Linked DNA regions of Zea mays: region 1 is linked to region 2. Evidence: chromatin contacts called from public Hi-C data. All regions are on one chromosome and are shown on one strand. Each heading gives the region's core, a stretch centred on a gene start, on an enhancer-like site or on the middle of the called end of the contact. The rest is flanking DNA. Distances are from core to core; before and after follow the strand shown. Region 1 holds the start of LOC100279373. Region 2 holds the start of LOC103653460 (Dentin sialophosphoprotein).

Region 1 (5,668 bases), core at 2,503-5,002, 400 kb before region 2:
TAAACCTTGAGCAGAACCAAACCAAAGGAACCTCGGAGAACAGAAGTACCTGAGGCGTGCGACACGGCTCTAGGGGGGAGCCGAGTCCGACGAGGAGGAGGCGCAGGTGTGCGACACGACACTCGGGGGAGACAAGTCCGAGGAGGATGCGGCGCTTGACGAGGAATCTGTTTCCTCGTTTTAGGGTAGTCTTAGGGTAGGAAAGTTTGGCAGGCTTTTGATTCGGCCCAAGAAATGGATGGAAAGTTAGTTTCCAATTCTATAGCTTACCAAACAGGTCAGCCCAAGAATTAAATTTTAATTCAACCCAATTTCAATCAAACAAACGGGCCCTAAGAGTTCCTTTGAAATGCTATAGAAATTTTACAGGAATCAGTTCATTTTCACGAGAAAACGCATGAATCCGAGAAAAGGCCCTTAAGTGTACCGTGGGTTCGAATAACTACTTCCTGAATCATTTGACGAGCCATCAAGATCTGTCTATGCAAATTGACTTTGAAGCTGAACATGTTTATCGATGTACATTAAAGCCCCGTTTGTTTCCCTTCATTTTGAGGAATTGGAATTTAACTAACGCAATAGACATTCCACAACTTTCCAAAGTGTATATATAAGACTATCTCAAATTCATAGAGACGAGAGATGAAAATTAATTCTATAGATTTACATGTTACTTTTCTAATGTACAATTTATAGCACTCTTCAACTTATTTCTCTATAATATAAATGTAGTGTATAACTATCTATCTGATATGATTTAGGATAACATACAAATACATTACATATATAAATATATTAACTCAATTAGTTTTATCTAAATTATAATTATTAGAATAGAATTCAATTCTATTCCAACGAAACAACGGGCCTCAGCAATTATGTCTACCTGGATTAAAGGTCAGGTTCTAACAGACACAGCCCACAGATACAACACGGGAGGGTGAGACAATTATTGTAATCTTAGGCCAGAATCATGTTAAATACTTGTTCATAACCTAACCTTTTGTAATAATCTTTTTTTCTCCTGAGAAGTTACAAAGGAATGGCCATCCAATTTGCTGGACTAAATTTCTTCAATTGATTTCTTGTAAATATATGAGTGAAATACTATAGCGATGCCATACTGACGAAGGCCTCATACACATCAGAGTCAGTATAACACAAAATGGCAAAGCCAATTTGAGGCAGAAACCAAGCAGCTTAAACATATAACTAAAGTGAAAGCCAATGTTTCTATCTGATTGAGACCTACCATGCATCACCCTACATCTGAAATGATCATGACAACTTATAACACATAACTTACCCAAGTGAGGTATCAGCCTATCTGGTAAGTACTAGTTCGTCCCCACCAATGTAATAGAATGAATGCAACAATACAAACGTGGGTGTTTCCATTAAGTCTTAAAATGACAGTATCAGAAGTGAATAAACTCGGGGAGAATAACTGACTTCATTTCAATCAACTCAAATAAACTGAAACACAGCTGCCTATGCCACAAACAACCATTCAGATCATAGTGATTTGCACATAGTTTTGTGCATTTCCCAAGTCAATGAGCAATAAATTGATGTATTCCCCCTTCCCCCTCATAATAATATCTATACCCTCACCCACTCCACCTCCCGCCCCACCCAAAAAATAAATTAATAATTTTACCATTCGCACCAAGTTCAGTAATTACCACATGCAGATATCATATAACCAGTCTTTGGCAGCTTTCCTAACAGCCAGAGCCAGCCAAACACAGCAAAGAGATGTAGGGGTTGTTTGGTTTGGTGCCTAAGACGCCACAATGTGCCAAACTTTTCTGCCTAACCTTAGTTCTTCAATTCGAGCGCCTAAGGTTAGGCAGATTGTGGCGCCTTAGGTAGAAAACCAAACATGCCCGTAGAATCACATCCCCTAATCCTACTATGGTACTCACAATGGTTACTAACCTTCATGAGAGGAATGACTTTAAAATACATAAATTTTACTGAAACAGGGACAAAACTATCGACAGGTAATAACACGAGGGGGTTAAATTGTATCACCAAATACTCACAACAGTTCAGCAGCATACAAAATTCACTCAGCAAAGACCATTCGTGCTTGGATCAACTGAAGCTAAGATGAAGCAAATAAGGATAAAGGAGGATGTGCTTCGCAAAACTCAAATCAAAAGGATGGGAGCATGCCAATACCACAAAGACCAGCTGCATCAAATTCATTTCCACAGATTTGTATACACTTCCTAGGCTACATTGTTTTAGCTTGCACATTGTAGGTTGTTACAATCTGTAAGCTGGGGGGAAAGCAAATCGTTGGACTGTAAGAGTCTGGCCTATGGAGTGTTGCAATCAGAGATTCTGAGACATATTTATTTCAGCTTGTAAGTTGCACTCGCAAGATAAAACAAACAGGATTTTAGTAAGCACAGATAAAATTTATGTTTGCTCTCTAATACCACCATCTATGTACCCCCATGAGATTCTTGATGATAAATGTGCACCAAATTCAGATGTGGAGGACACCAAGTAAATCCTGATGCAAAGATCGTCTGAACAAACAAACATTGAAATATTCCCCTACAGGCAGCCAATGAGCCAAATGAACCCCCATTGCTTACCATGAGAGGTAATAAGATCACTATCCCCAATCCTGACAAGCTAAGATACACAAACACGACCACACAACAAATAACAAGTTCAGAGCAGAAATCACTTCAGTATTCATAAATTCACCCAAACGGCGACGAAATTCTCACCAAACAACATAAAGATGAGGTGAATTGTATCATCGAATCCTCATAACCGTGCAACAACATACCACTTTTATTTAACCAAGGCCATAGAGTGCCCAGATAAAGTACTGAAGTTAACACGGAATCAGGAAAGGAACAGGCGAAACGGTTGCGAAAAGAGAGACGGAATGGAGCTGGATCCTCAATGAAGCTTGTGCTTGTAGCGCGCAACCTCGGCGTCGTTGGGAAAGAATCCCATTAGGCGCCCGGCGGAGTTCTGGTAGGCGTACATGAACCCTCCCATGACCCCGATGAGGCCGCCCGTGACCATCGACGGGCCCCGGATCCCCGGCTTGATCCCTGCACGGCAAGCACGGGTCTGAGCTACCGATGGGGGTGAAGTGAGAGATAAGGTTTGGGAGGGTAGGCGAACCGGAGAGGTAGCCAACGGTGACGGAGACGGCGGAGATGGTGGAGAGGCGCATGTAGTCGAGCGCAGAGAAGTTGCCGACCACCTTGGTGAAGGCCGGGTTCCGATCCACCACCGGGTACTCCGGCTTAGTCGAGGCGGTGATGTCGGTGTTCATCGCGTGGAGCAAGGGAGACGGCAGATCCCTCCGGTGACGCTGGCTGCGGCGGCGGTGGAGACGGCAGAATTTGGTCGCCAGAAGCAGAGGAGCTGGATGCGAGTGTTGTGGCCTACGGGATAAGTCGTGGCCTCGTGGGCCTGCTCATCTCATTGCTCAGTAATAATAGAAGCCATGGGCCTAACGAAATAAGCAGGAATAGAGCCCATCTCTCAGAACATGGGCTAAAGCGCTGATGAGGGTAACTTCCGTCGATGGGCTAGATTGCTCACCTTTGTTAATGACGTAGGGGCCCGCAGCAAAATAAAGCCCGGTCCATGACAGCATCATCGGAGTTTCCAAAGCCATCCTCGCCTCGCTTTCTCCGCCCCTCCTCACTGGTTTGCATCCCCATATACCCAACCAGGACCAGCCAAAAGCCCACTCTCCTCCTCGCCTCCGCCTCCGACATCGAGCACTCCTCTTCAATGGCGACGGCCCCCGCACCCCTCTCGCTCTCCGCCTCCACCCTGCCCGCCCGGCTCCGTGCCGGAGTGGTACCGGCGGGCACACGGTGGAGGCAGCCGCGGCGCGGGCGGATGGTGGTGCGCGCCAAGATCCGGGAGATCTTCATGCCGGCGCTGAGCTCCACCATGACGGAGGGAAAGATCGTATCCTGGTCCGCGGGCGAGGGAGACCGCGTCTCCAAGGGCGATGCTGTTGTGGTCGTCGAGTCTGACAAGGCCGACATGGACGTCGAGACCTTCCACGACGGCATCGTGGCGGTGGTCCTCGTCCAGGCTGGCGAGTCAGCGCCGGTGGGCGCCCCCATTGCGCTGCTCGCGGAGTCGGAGGAGGAGGTTCCCCTCGCGCTCGCCAAGGCTCAGGAGCTCTCCAACGGGCAGCCGCAGCAGGCGCCTCCTGCTCCGACGGAGGATGCCGCAGCGGCGCCGCCCCCTCTTCCGGCTGCGACGACTGCTCCAGCGCCGGTGGCCGCGGGGACGAAGGGCATTACCAGCCCGCACGCTAAGAAGCTGGCTAAGCAGCACAGGGTGGACCTTGCCAAGATTACTGGCACCGGGCCGTACGGTCGAATTACGCCGGCAGATATTGAGGCGGCTGCCGGAATCAAGCCGAAGTCAGAGCCCACTCCTGCTGCTGCTGCTGCGCCACCACCTGTGGCCGCGCCTTCAGTTGGTGCTGTGCCTCAGGCAGCAGTGCTGCCGCCGGTTCCTGGCGCGACTGTTGTTCCATTCACTACCATGCAGGCTGCAGTGAGCAAGAACATGGTGGAGAGCCTGGCAGTGCCAGCATTCCGCGTTGGGTACCCCATTGTAACCGATAAGCTCGATGAGCTGTACGAAAAGGTGAGGATTTGGAGCAGGCATGACTGCACTTGAAGCTCCTTTGTTTTTCTTGCCCCGCTTCCTGATTACTATTGGGCTGATTTGATTTTGACAGGTTAAGCCAAAGGGAGTGACAATGACAGTGCTGTTGGCGAAGGCTGCAGCCATGGCTCTTGCACAGCACCCTGTTGTCAATAGTACCTGCAGGGATGGAAAGAGCTTCACATACAACAGTAATATCAACATTGCAGTGGCTGTGGCAATTGATGGTGGCCTTATTACACCTGTCCTTCAGGATGCAGACAAGGTATATAGTATCTTTGTGATAAATTTGGCTTCACTCCGGAGTTCGGAGTTTTAGCAAACAAGTTCACCAAACAGTTTGTTGAATGTTACACTGTAGCTGGATATTTATTTGCTCTCGCAAAATTGGAAGGACCTAGTCAAGAAAGCACGTGCAAAACAGCTCCAACCAAATGATTACAACTCTGGTATGGAACTCATGGGCTCATGGCATTGCATAGTGTATTAGGTTGTCTTTGAAAATCTCATGTGAACATGCTTACCTGAAGATTTTGTTATTTGCAGGGACTTTTACACTGTCCAACTTGGGTATGTTTGGTGTAGATCGGTTTGATGCAATCCTTCCACCTGGCCAGGTGGGCTTAAATCCTTTTCTTCCTAGACCATGTAAACTGTAAAATGTATGCTTCCCATATGTATGAGGGTTAATATTTGAGTATCACTGAGTGCAGGGAGCTATTATGGCTGTTGGAGCCTCGAAACCTACAGTTGTGGCTGATAAAGATGGTTTCTTTAGCGTCAAGAGCAAAATGCTGGTTAGTTGTGTACCTGATTGTTTTAGACATCCGTTGGTTGCATATAGCATTTCAGTATGGTGAAATATTGATAGTTCTACTTGTACCTCGTACTGATTTTTAAAATGTATTCTTGACTGTAGTTATTATGTCATAGAGTTTGTTAAATACATCATGTGAAGTGTCATGTGTAGTTATCATCTATAGTTATT
Region 2 (5,529 bases), core at 810-3,309:
GGAGAGAGGAAAAGGGTTGAAAGAGACCCGTCCTTAGTGGACTCCTCAACGGGGACTAGGCCTTCGAGGGCCGAACCTCGGTAAAACAAATCACCCGTGTCTCTTGTGTTCATTTCTTGTGATTTGTTTGTTTTCTCTCACTCTAAGTTTTCTTGCACTATTATTTGCTATCATCATTTAGTGTTGCTTCAAGTTGCACTCTCATTTAGTGGAGCAACACCTTGCAAGAAAGAACTTGTGTTATTGCTCTTCTTATCTAAGCCCCCTTGCTTTATTCTCATAGACCTATTAGTTGTATTGTTTTATCAAATCCGCATTATTTGAAAGCAATACTCTTTACAAGCAAGGACTTAGTTTTTATACTCCGATAATTGTATATCTTGTTCTAACCACTAATCAAGGGATCTAGGTGGGGTATAAAGTTATAATTTTCAGGTTTCGCCTATCCACCCCCCTCTAGGCGACTTTCAGTAACCAGTAAGCCTAGTACCTGAGTGAAGCCGGGTGCATACTTTCCTCCTCACTTGTCCTGAGACTGGGTCTCCCATGCTAGTTATGGTGGGTACAAATGCGGTCACTGCACGACGGCAACCGGGGTCATTGGAGCATTGTATGCCAAGACGGTGAGCCCTGACCGCGAACGGGGAATCGATGGAGACAATTGATATGTGTGGGGACAGAGTGTCTCTACATGTCGTGTGTTTAGGTTTACCTTGCAAGGTTAAAACTCGATTCAAATCGTCTGCTTCTCGCAGCTAATGAGACTGCTTGACCCCTTGTACTGCATTAAGTAAAAAGTGAAATGAGGTTTCTTGAGATAACATGTTGATTGTACTAAATGATTGTTACCATGTATGCTTAGAAAGAAGCAAACCTAGCTTAAATAAATATGCTAGAATGGGAAAAGCTAAAAATTATTTTTAGACTCAGCTAGTGCTTTTGGCAAACCAAACCCCTCAGCCAAACAGCTGTATGGTCTAGAGGTAGAGGCGTAGACTCCTCACACCGGGTAAGTCTAGCTGAGTATTAGTATACTCAACATTGCTTGTGGCATATTTTTTTCAGGTACGCTACATGATATGGTTGATGGTGTGACTTGATCTTCCAGCCTGCCACCGAGTTGGACGGTCGAGTGGGATGCTGTCTCGACATCAATGGATCTTTTTTTACCCTTCTGGGGACTAGTCTAATTCTTAATTAGCAATCTAATCTTGAATAATATCAAGCAGTGTTCCACAATAGCCTGTGCTGTGATCCATCCTCCTACCCATCCTCCTGTGACACTGACAGTAGCAGGAATTGTTTTCAGCACATGAAAAAGGTTTTTAATCGGAGTCAGGCAACCCGAGAGCTCCAAAGGACATAAGAACTTCAAACAACTTTTCAGTGTGAACGAGACTAGGAGGAGTAGTGGGCTAGACCTTGCTCTATTCCTCAGCATCGACGTATCGATTATCAGCTGCATTTAACAGCATCGACGTATCGATTATCAGCTGCATTTAATTTCGAACTCGTTATCTTTTATCAAAACTCCAATTTATGCAATAACTCTAGTACTTTAAAAATTTGTGGTTTTATGTTTATTGTATTCTCTCTGTGCTCACCTTCGAGTGAGCTAGTGGTATTCGATCCTTGATCTATGGTAAGTGGCTTTATCGGACTAGATCTGAGGGACTGACAGTTATTCCGATTTAAGTGTGTTGCTGCCTCTAAGGCGTGACTCGGGCACTTAGGCCCATGTGTGAAACTATCACTAAGGTATTTTGTTATAAGGACTAAAGTTTAGCCCATGTCACATAGGATATTTGAATGCTTATTATAAATATTAAATATATTCTAGTTATAAAACTTATTAATTTATTACACAGCTAAATACTAAACGAAGAAACAAAATTTGAAACCTAATTAATTCATCATTAGCAAATATTTAATGTAATATCAAATGGACGAATTATGAACTAATTAATCTTGCTGTTTAGTACTTATATGTGTAATTAGTTTTATAATTAGACTATGTTTAATACTTATAACTAACGTTTAAATAGCAAAGGTGGCAGAGATTAAAATTTAAGTTGCTGATCCAAACACTCCTAAGAATAGCATGATAATCCATGCGGCCTTGCGCTGCAGGGGCAATCCCGTCCATCCTAGACCGGATTCGCGTCCATGCCCAAGAGAAAATAATGAATACACAAGTATTAATACGGCGCCCTGGCAAAATCACAGAAAACATGGTCTTGGTCTTCTCCCCCCACCCGCTGGCGGCGAAGTAGCACGAGGAAGGGGTCCAATAAAAAAAAAAATCGCCACCGGCGGCGACGGCGAGGCGGCATCAGCGGATACAGCAGCGGGAGCCGCGGCAGGGGACAGGCGTTGCCGATCGATCGGCCTGGCCTGGCGCGGCAGAGGTCAAAAGCGAAAAGGAGGAGCCGCAGGAATTTCTTGGCACCGAGGCGCACGCAAGGAATCCAGCGAGTGAGGGATGGGACGGCAGTTTTCGGATTCTTCCTGCTGAGTCCTAGGAACTCACGCGCACGAGCGTGGTCAGGAGGGAGAGGCTTACGCGGACGCGGCGGCGCTGGTTTTGATGAGGAAAGCTGGAGCAAAAGGTATTTGCAATCCTAGATCTTAGAAATCTGAGTACATTCCGCGGCTGCTGCTTTGCCGAGTCGGCGCTGCCCCGACGTCCCGATTTGGCGGGGGTTGTGGTTCGGCCGCCACAGCCGCCACGGAGATCACGCTGGGTTCCTCTGTTTCTTTATGCGGCGTTGATGAAGAATAGTTTCTTGCCGGTCGGACTTCAGATCTGCTTTGCCTCAGGGATTCTGGACTGCTGAGCGCGGATTTCTCCTCAGGTGAACTATCGGGTTTCAGCTGCTCTTCGTCGTCTCTACTGGTCCGCTGGAAAGAGGTGTTCATCGGAAATTCTACCCGATTCCAGATCTACCTGTTTTGCTGGAACCAGTTGTTTCCAAAAGGAGAGAAATTGGTGCTCTCTAGTGCGGAGGCCGATGGCTGACGGCAAGAGGCTGTTAACTTGATTTGGCAAGGAGCTGTTGTGGTAGTTCGTCAGTACTGGGTTCAACTCAGACAGAGGGACCTTGGTTTTGGTTTAGCTTCTGGCTTTCATTGCACGCTGCAGGATAAGATTGCTTGTTTGTATGCGCTGGGCTGGAACCTGGAATTCGGAACTTCTTTCTGAATTGTACTGGGAGGGTTCAAGTATTGACTGATGATGGGTGACCAGTGGTGGTGGCATGGCTGCGGAGGCGTTCTGTAGTTTTTTTACCTCTTGCTTATGTGCATGCTATGTGGACTGATGCTATTATTCTTCAAACAGTACCATAAGCTTTGGTGGTGTGGTGCTGAATACCAACCTTATGTTGTTTTTGTTTTCCAGAGGGATCAATTGGATCCAAGGGTGCGATTGATGTGAATAGTTTATCTGTTTCCACAGAAATAGCAGGAAGGCCATCTGATTTAATGGTATGCATACAATTTGCCAACACAGTGATTTCTGTCTTGCATTCACTGTGCCTAGCGAAAAGCTTGTTTTAGATCAGTTTGCTAAAATACCAATATTTTCTTCATTGTATTCTTCACTTTCTGCTGTTCATGAGCTTATGGTTAGCTTGGCTAATTTACAGATCAAATCTTGTACTTGCACTGGAAGGTTATCATCTTCTTCAGCTCATAATCTTACAGACACATATATTTCAATGACCTGCAAAAGCTGTACTGGTGAATCAACAGAAGACAGAGGTGGGCCATCGTGTAGCGGCAAGCTTAACAATATGGGTTTGGAGCTCCCAAGGCCTATAGATCTTGAGGTTAAATGGATGACTGTAAAAAAAAGGCAAAGGGACACCAGGAGAGCAAGGGCTTCCTTTGGCGAAGACACAAGCAGGGATGGAATTGGATCTTTCTGTTTATCTGGCTGTGCTACAAATCAAGAGATGGCGCAAGACGCTCCAGTCTCTGAATCTGAGAAGGTTCTTACTTTTCTCCATTTAAATGCAATGAAATAATTTAGTCAATGCATCCTTCAGTAACAATTTGCTGAATGATCATATTGTGTATTTGCAGTTTGGAGTATCCATTCTTGGTAGACGCTTTAGTGATCCCATGGAAAATGTTCCTATAAAAAAGAGAAGATTTCATATGGATTTTTCTCCATCACCTCCATTCACTCCATTGCTAGTGGATCCATATGAAAAGATACCGGGAAGCTCTTCTAAAGCTGTCAGATCATATGAGAAACATTATAAGCTTAAGACGCAACAAATTGAGTATAAGGTGGGAAACAAAGGTCGTTTTGGTGACGATGATTTTTCTGGTATTGATATACTAGCTTCTGCTGCCTGTGAAAGTGAGATGAGTGGTGGAATATTAGATGGGGAGTGCTCAACGTTAGCTCACCTCCCAGAAGAAAGGAAACTGGAGAATACTACTGGTAGCAGCAAATTGAGTCTATTACATAACATGGAGGATACGTTAAATATTCCTGGTACTTCACATTGCATATATGATATGCCTCTTGGGTCTTCTAGATCTGCTCCAGATATGAAGTCCTTATTTGTTGCCACACCAACTATCTTAGAAAATCTTGTTGAATCGGCATCTGCTCCCAAGGTTAATTGTTCATTATATTCTGCACTGAACAATGCAAACGAAATAGAGATTGTTTCTGATGCTAAGTCTACAAGTGTTGCAATTGCAAACAGTTCAGACAATCCAGAAAAAACTATAGGATGTTTAAAGGATACAGTTGTGCAAACCAACCATGCCAATGCGACTAATGCCAAGTCTACAAGTGTTGCAATTGCAAACAGTTCAGACAATCCAGAAAAAACTATAGGATGTTCACAGGATACAGTTGTGCAAACCAACCATGCCAATGCGACTCGTGATTCTAGGCTGCACTGGGATCTTAATGTTGCCATGGAGGCATGGGGCACTGATTGCGGTGCTGTTGAGGATCCTTTAGTTGCTACTGTAAGTGATCATGATGATGCCAGAAATGACATGAACAAACCAGGGACATCTCATCATTTTGAGTCAAGAGATGGTAGTGTAGTTGATCACTCTGTTGACACTCATATGGATGATGCACTGAAACACGTGTCTGCTAATACAAAGGATACATGTGATTCTCCTGCTGACAGTCCGTCTCACCCTTCGCGCAACTTGCAGCTATTGGAATCTGGATATGTAGGGAGTGATGCCCTTGCTGAAACAATGGATTTGCCTGACCAGAAGAATAGCAGGTTCGCTTCAGCTATGGATTCACATATTAGATCTGATCCAGAACCAGCTCTTATCATGGAGCATTTTGCTTCAGCTTCACATGTGGAGAAAATCAATGGTTCGCATCCCGAACCTGTTCAATGTGATGGTTTGTCTAATATGTCTTCTGTGAATGTCCATATTGGAAGTAATTCACTCCAAACAAGTGAATTGGGCACCACATTAAAGCCTTTGGCTAGCATATTAGTTTCTGAGGAAAGCAAAAACCTTCCAACAGTAGGC

What was found. A called contact is a pair of places that touch in the nucleus more often than the background predicts.
Region 1: a Hi-C map of leaf shows a contact between it and region 2, with 6 times the contacts expected there. The contact joins the promoter of LOC100279373 here to the promoter of LOC103653460 in region 2. A contact is called at or near these places in 4 of 25 Hi-C or Micro-C datasets (ear, endosperm, leaf and 1 more).

What each region holds. Positions count from the first base shown.
Region 1 is chr4:85,167,233-85,172,900 of Zm-B73-REFERENCE-NAM-5.0, reverse strand. LOC100279373 reads left to right here and starts at 3,752. Exons shown (of 6, transcript NM_001152389.1): 1 at 3,752-4,659; 2 at 4,754-4,945; 3 at 5,042-5,129; 4 at 5,227-5,297; 5 at 5,394-5,477. The coding sequence starts at 3,781. LOC100275334 reads right to left here and starts at 3,387. Exons shown (of 2, transcript NM_001149431.2): 1 at 3,160-3,387; 2 at 2,691-3,086. The coding sequence starts at 3,313. The coding sequence ends at 2,929.
Region 2 is chr4:84,762,792-84,768,320 of Zm-B73-REFERENCE-NAM-5.0, reverse strand. It overlaps LOC103653460 (Dentin sialophosphoprotein), which reads left to right and starts at 2,059. Exons shown (of 5, transcript XM_008680356.3): 1 at 2,059-2,609; 2 at 3,401-3,486; 3 at 3,648-3,992; 4 at 4,087-5,529. The coding sequence starts at 2,588.